Regions from separate parts of the Mus musculus genome. Here region 2 is linked to region 1. The links are chromatin contacts, called in public promoter capture Hi-C maps. All regions are on one chromosome and are shown on one strand. The core of a region is the stretch at or near the end of the contact, and the rest is flanking DNA. Distances in the headings are between cores, read along the strand shown. Region 1 overlaps 5031439G07Rik (RIKEN cDNA 5031439G07 gene). Region 2 holds the start of Fam118a (family with sequence similarity 118, member A).

The links. Promoter capture Hi-C pulls out the DNA fragments that hold promoters and counts their contacts.
Region 2: a contact with region 1 is called in a promoter capture Hi-C map of pre-B cells, with 1.9 times the contacts expected there. The contact joins the promoter of Fam118a here to the enhancer-like site in region 1. A contact is called at or near these places in 1 of 39 promoter capture datasets (pre-B cells), 2 of 115 datasets of contacts at active chromatin or transcription factors (the SCID.adh cell line and embryonic stem cells) and 3 of 9 other capture datasets (adipose tissue, liver and pancreatic islet).

The regions. Positions count from the first base shown.
Region 1 is chr15:84,964,042-84,967,447 of GRCm38.p6, forward strand. All of the region lies in intron 1 of 5031439G07Rik (RIKEN cDNA 5031439G07 gene), which reads right to left. Among named protein-coding and RNA genes, the nearest start is that of Mir1249, 14 kb to the left of the region's middle. Within about 2 kb of position 1,735, at least 32 of the 459 cell types and tissues checked have an H3K27ac peak or open chromatin away from gene starts, as enhancers often do. A contact at or near this core is called in the SCID.adh cell line and pre-B cells, where this site is marked.
Region 2 is chr15:85,035,329-85,038,734 of GRCm38.p6, forward strand. It overlaps Fam118a (family with sequence similarity 118, member A), which reads left to right and starts at 1,734. Exons shown (of 9, transcript NM_133750.4): 1 at 1,734-1,916.

The DNA.
Region 1 (3,406 bases), core at 485-2,984:
AGAGCCCCAAAGTGGAAGCCAGAAAGTAGACACCACACAGCCAAGCTGGCCAATGTCTTACAACTCCCATAGCACCACAGAGGGATCCGAAGGAATCAGAATTACCATGTACACAAGTCTGGCTCATAAGACTAACTTCTGTGTGATTAAATTCTCATGGCATTTCAGAAAAAGGAAAAAAAAAGTGAAGAAAAGCAGATGATGGTGGTGACACTGGGTGTGACTGTGACACTTGTGACCCAAGAACTCCAGAGTTTAAGGCCATCTGGCTTATAAGAGAAAAAAAAAGCAGAGGTGTTTGTCTTAAAAAATAAAGTACTGGGGCTGAACACACGGCTTAGCAGTTAAAAGCACTGGGGCTGGACACACGGCTCAGCAGTTAGCGCACTGGCTGCTCTTGCAGAGGACCTGGATTCGGTTCCCAGTGGCCACCTAGCAGCTCATAACCATCTGCAACTCCATTCCAAGGGATCCTGTGCCCACCGTGGGGAACTAGCCTCTTTGGGCACTGCACAATATGGTACACTTATATACATGCAGGCTGAATACTCATACAGGAAAAAAAATGAGCAAACCTAAAAATAATAAAGCAAAACAAAAAGAGTAACAAAAATAGACTACGCTCTGTGCTGCTAATAAAATCGAATAATGGAACAACTTTCAGGAGGTAGGGGAGGATTCTGTAACTATTGGCACTTGCCGAGAATTAGGTGAATTACGGTATATCTACTACACCAAATGTCTGTTGATCATTAGTTTACTCAAAGGTCTAGGAACCAAACCCAGGGGCCTCATTTGTGCTAAGCAAGCTTTCTATTCCTAAACCACATCCACAGTCACACCACCTTGTAAGGGCTGTGAAGGCTGCACACAGACACAGAATGCGGGCCATGCAGTCCCGGGTAAAAAGACTAAACTCTGTTGTAGTCATGCCGACTGAACCACAAACCACAGGAAACAGGAGAGGCAGAGACAGAACGGTTGGGCAGCTGACTTTCACAGGTTGGTCACCCCTGGCCAGCGCTGGCTACCCTCTCTGCCTGACTTCCTTCTCCATAAACTACCTTTTGCCATAAATCTATGGCTTGGTGTCACAAGCCAGTAAGCATGAAGGGAGAGGGAGAAAGGCCTCTTCACAGGGAAGGAAAGACGGACACAGATGTTTTCCATGCCCACAGCTGGGCTTGACAGATCTACCATAGGATTTCTGACTCCTGGGGACACTGAGCAATGCAGGCATTGAAATTCTACAGCATGGATCCTTGTCCCAACTGTTCCACACACAGACTGCTCCTGTACCTCCCACATTCCCAGAATCATGGTGAGGTCTGGGGTAAAATTCCTTACTGGGCTGTGATACTCCCTCTACATGGGGCAAGTGAAGAAACTGGATGTAGCTGTTTTGCGTGCCTCTCTGGACAGCCTGAATAAAGTCCCTGGGTCACAGCCTCCCAGAATCCTTTGGTGCTGTGGTATAGCAACTGAATCTTTTTAGCCTGCTGTTTCTTTCTCCCCCTAGGTAAACCCTTCTCCCTTCCTTTCCCAAGCCTGTTCAGCAAGAATTCCCAAGTCGAAGCCTGGGAGCTGTCAGTCTAGCATAGAACTTTCTAGTCCCCGGAACCTTGTTTGTTTCTGGGCTGCAGCCACAGGTGCAGGTTTCAGTGAGTCCAGTGAGCCCAAACCTCAGGCTGGCAGACACAGCCTGAAGCTGAGCCACACTCTTGGGCAGCACCATGGACAGCTCCCACTTGCCAGGCTCCTTCCTTCTTCCATGCTGGGGTCCTGGGGGGCAGCAAGGAGTTAGTTTTCCTTGCTCCTGGGACCTACAGGGGCAGACTAGGAGCAAGAGTGACTCTGGCCACACTGTCACCAAGCAATCGATTCACAACCTGTTTTATGATGAGTTCTGTCTAAGGCATTTGATTTAATGAGGGGCTTGCTAATATCAGATGCATTCATTTCCAAACACAGAACACAGCCCCGAGAACCTGACTTCTCTGACCTTCGAGAGAATTCTGAGATCTGCCTGTGATGCTGTGGAGACCAGGATTCCCTCAGACAGATCTGTTGTTTACCATCTGAGGACACAGAAGCCAAGCGTCTGCCACCCTGTTCACTCCCAGCTGGAAATCTGTCAGGTGACAGTTTTCACCACTTTGCAATGTCTGCCATCCAGGAAGGCATTGATGTGGGGCTGCAAGCAACATACTCACTGAATAGAACCCATGAATAACTAGGGAAGAAATGACTAGAGCTGAAGGAGGAAATGGAGGCCGGTAACTTGCTTAGAAATTATTAGGTTACATTTATTAGTAAAATAGACCGAGCATCCGCCAGGCAGTCTAGAGAAGACGCTGACTGATAATGCTAATGAAGCCCTGGGTCTCTTATCTGGAAGAGTATAAACTCTGCCAGGCAGGCAGGACAACCCTGGAAACAGCCCAGGAAAAGTACTCCTGGTCTGACTCGGGATGACTATGTCCGTATTTCTACATTGCACATCTCCCCCACTTGTCCAGAGAACCAGACCTTGGAGCTGCTGTCTCTGAGGAGCATGGGTAACTCCTCAGAGTGTAACTTGGGCGGGGCCATGCCCCTGTATAAGTGAAGATTTCCATTCAGGACCGGTTCCCTTCTGTGCATTAGCCAGAACAGGTTGCTTGCTGTTATTACAGCGTTTTTTCTTTATCAACCTCTGTGTGCTTGATTTCTCACTGGGAAGGCATAAAAATATTATAACATACAGTCAGCTCCAGATAGGGCTGCAGACCAGTTGTTCTTCCTGCCCAGCGACTTCTGATTCTCCTCTACTACTGATGGGTCCTCTACAGGGGGAGGGGGAGAGCACACATTAGGGTGACCCTTGTGTTCTCTCTCTGCCTCTGTAGCAGCAGGTTCTCTGCCTCACTGTGCATCTGAGAGATGGTCTGCCAACTCCATCTTGGGTTCAGGCTTCACCTTAGAACTCCAGTTAACCAACAAGCCTGTACCAGTTTCCAGGTCACCCCCTAACAACCGCCAGTCAGGGGGAAAGCAGAAGTCACAGCTGTAATGTTTATGGTTTGGCTCCCAGCACCAGCCAATCATTTTCTTTCTTTCTTTCTTGTTTTGTTTGTTTTTCGAAAAAGGGTTTTTCCGTATATCCCTGGCTGTCCTGGAACTCACTCTGTAGACCAGGCTGTCCTCGAACTCAGAAATCCGCCTGCCTCTGCCTCCCAAGTGCTGGGATTAAAGGCGTGCACCACCACCACCCAGCCAGCCTATCGTTTTAAAGGGGCAACAAATTCCATAATAGCCCCCCAGTTGGATATGTGTCGGGTTAGAAACCCCCTTGCTTGCTTGCTTGCTTGCTTGCTTGTTTGAAACTGGGTTCAGGCTTCACCTCCCCGCCCCATTCTGCATCAGC
Region 2 (3,406 bases), core at 484-2,983, 71 kb after region 1:
AATCTGGTCTGTTGAACTCATGCCATGAAACATATTTTGTGCACACACCTATTCATGAATTTGTTCAGCCTACCTGAATGACGCACTGCAGGAACACACTGGCGGGCGCTACATTATCTACTCAGAATGAACACAGTGGACAGGGATTAAAGCAGTTTTCTGAGACTCCCTGTAAATCAGGGTGATCCTAGTACTGCCAGGCTGGGTAGAAAGTGTTCATCTGTCTCTCTTGGATACAGAGGAGGGCATTGTTTCTAAGGTGTCCCTTTTGTCCCTTCTGTGGGTTTGCCCTTGTAAAGCTGCTTGGCTGAATGGGCAGAGACTTCCGATCTGTGTTGACCTTAGATGGAGAGTTGGGATTACTGAGGCTCTGCCACACTGGATCTTGGAGGGCATCCAGTGTGTGGGTGGTGTGCTGTGGGTTCTAACTCCTCAGCTCCTAGCCTACAGTCTCCTTGAACAACTTCCTTCCTGTAACCCGGGAACTTCTCCAGTGTCACAGGTTCAAGTCTTAGGACCCTTTATGGAAGCAGGAGCTTGTGAACTAAATTGCATCACATGTAAATTGTTCAGTCTAGTAGTGGGAAGCCCAGACCTTTGAAGCCAATGCATGGTTGGTATTGCCAATACAACTTCTCTGGGCTTCCTCCTCTCCTGCTGTTAATTGCAGTAAATGGGGTGCCATCCTCATGGGAGATGTCCTGAGGACTGAAAAAAACATTTTCTCAAAGGCCAGCTACTTAGTAGGTACCCAGACTCAGGTGTTCAAACCACTGTTCTGGGCTCTGGTGCCACAAATTTCAAGCTGGCCAGGTAGTGATTTTGTATACCTTACACCCACAGAGTAGGTGGAACTCTGTGAGCTTGAGGCCAGCCTGTTCTACAGCGCTAGTTCTAGGACAGCCAAAGCCACATAAAACCCTGTCTCAAAAAGAAAAGAACAAAAACCCAGGTTTTATTACACATGCATTTTTCTTATGGGGCTGAAGGGATGCTTACAGCAAACCCATGTAGAAAAAAAGGAGCCAGAGGTAGAGGAAGTCCAAATAACTTGCCTGGGCAGGCCGACCTGGGAAGATGAGGAAGAGGAAATAGGCTTTGATCCATCCCAGCCTTATTTAGAGAAAGGAGAGGTGTCATTGACTTTTAAAGGTCCTCATGCTGAGTGCTCCAGCGCAGAGCCCACCCACGTGTACTCTCGAACGTTCGGGGTGGGCACTGAGTTCACCCGATTAACAGGTGCTGAACCTGGGTACATATGCTCATTAGTCCCTGGATCTAAGCCCAAGCTAGACGTGTCCAAGAGGCACATCGGAAGGGCCAGACGCCTACTCTGACACGTGGTAAGGGAGTCGGTCACTGCGGGGAGGACGTGAAGCATGCTAGGCTGGGGAAGGGCACAGGCTGTACAGCCTGTGGCTTGAGGTAGATGGAGTGAGCCCGGCTGGAAGTGGTTGCCCAAGGGTGGTTCCGGCCGAGCTCAACGCCTTCTGCGTTTCCGCGGGGCTGTCCAGGCGTGCAGATGGGGAAACTGAAGACAAAACAGCGCTGGGAAGACTGGCCGCGAGACATTCAGTCTCTTAAGACCAGGCTCATCGTGGACACGACAGCACAGTCCGTGGGTCCAATCGTAGCTTCTCTTGGGGGCGGGACGCGTCGTGGCCACGCCCCTTCGGGCGGGGCTTCCCGTTGCCGCGGGGCCGTTGATTTCAGGGCGGAACGTTCGCGCGGGCAGTGCGCGCGCGCGGGGGGAAGGCCTTGAGAGAGCGCTGCGGATTCGGCTGGGCAGGCTCGGCGTGGTGCACGCGCAGCGCCATCCGGCGCAGCGCCCGGCGGCTCCACCCAGCCGAAGGGGCGCGACCCGGGTGGGAGGCGGCGAGAGCGCGAGCGACACTGGTGTCTCCGTGGCACGGCAGGTGAGGCGGCGGGTCGGGGCTGGGTGCCAGCGCCTCGCGTCTCCCCAGCCCTCAAAACCCGCCTAGGGTGCCCAGGACCCTAGTGCCCTCTGATGCGCTGGGGACCCTGCCTCCGACATCCCCTGGGCTGCCTGGGTCCGCGGCCACCTGTGGACCTGATTACCTTCCACACCTAGAAAACCTCACCATCCTCCAGATTTCCCTCAGACTCAGCACACAGACCTCGGCGGCTTCAGGGCCCGAGACCGTTATATCTTCTCCAGAAGTCCAACAGATCCCCTCTGGTCCAACTCCAAAGCTTCGGGTCTCCAGGCCCATAGACTCCCATCCTTTCTTGGGTGGAGAGGCCTTCAGACCCACCTATCCCTAGAGACCTTCCTTCCTAGGATCTCCTGCCTCCTGCTCTCTATCTTGAGGTCCACAGAGCTTTTCAGCTTCTACTAGAGTGTTCTTGAGGTTTGTGAATTGTAAATAGGGATAAAAGTAGCACCATCTGATAGGTCAACAGAGGACCACGCATAACCAAAGAGGAGGTGGGATGTGGGGCTTCGCATGTGCGTTTGTTTTCACCGTGCAGTGGAGGCTGGTGTGGGACCGACTCATTGTGGAGAATGGCAGCGCTGGGAGTAACGGGAGTTGGGCAGTCAAAGCTCTTTTAGATTGTGCCCTCAATGTGTGGTAGTTTCTGTTACCACACACAGCCCACCAAAACCAGTCCAGGAAAGTAAAGCTTGATTACAGTGGTCTAATTGATGGGACGAAGGTAAACTAAAGGTCCATCTTTCTGGGATCCTGATTTAAGGGTGGCTGTCTTCCCTGAGGTGGAGGTTTGGGGCCAAATGGTACACATCTTATCATTTTCAGTCCTGGAAATCTCTAGAACAAGGATTATCCTTTCCTCGGGCTATTGTCATTGATAAACAGTCCTTGACTTGCTTGCTACACCGGCAGTCTGGTACCCTGAGGTAAAGCCCCAAGAAAGAACATGGCCTGATGATTGTGAAAGGCAAGGGCCAGGCATTTTTAAAGAGGGAGTGGATACCCTCTGCGGCCCAGTGCTGGGTGCTGGAGGCAGATGACACAGCTCCAGCTGGTAAGGGTTGGGAGGTGGGGATTAGCCAAGTTGGTGGTACTTAAGAGTGCCTTCAAGGCAGCTGGGGCTTGGGGGTTCTAGAGAGTAGCTGGGGTGAGGGAAGGGGATGCAAGAGGTAACAGGGAAGCAGACTCTTAAAGGTTGAGGAGTTCTGAGGATCACACCCAGGCCTTATGTTCACAGGTCAGACTGACTGGTGACTGAGCCATGTCCCTAGTCCTGGCTTACATATTTTTTCCAGTGGTCACTTTAGCTGTGGTGGAGCGACTTTTTTTTGTAGGCCAAAAGACCACAAAAGGTAGGAATGACTTGGACCCAGGCCGTGTGGTTCAGTAGCTCTCTAGAGCTTGACTGAGCTGAAAGCCCAGGCTTCGAGCTTGGGGCACTGACACGGGAA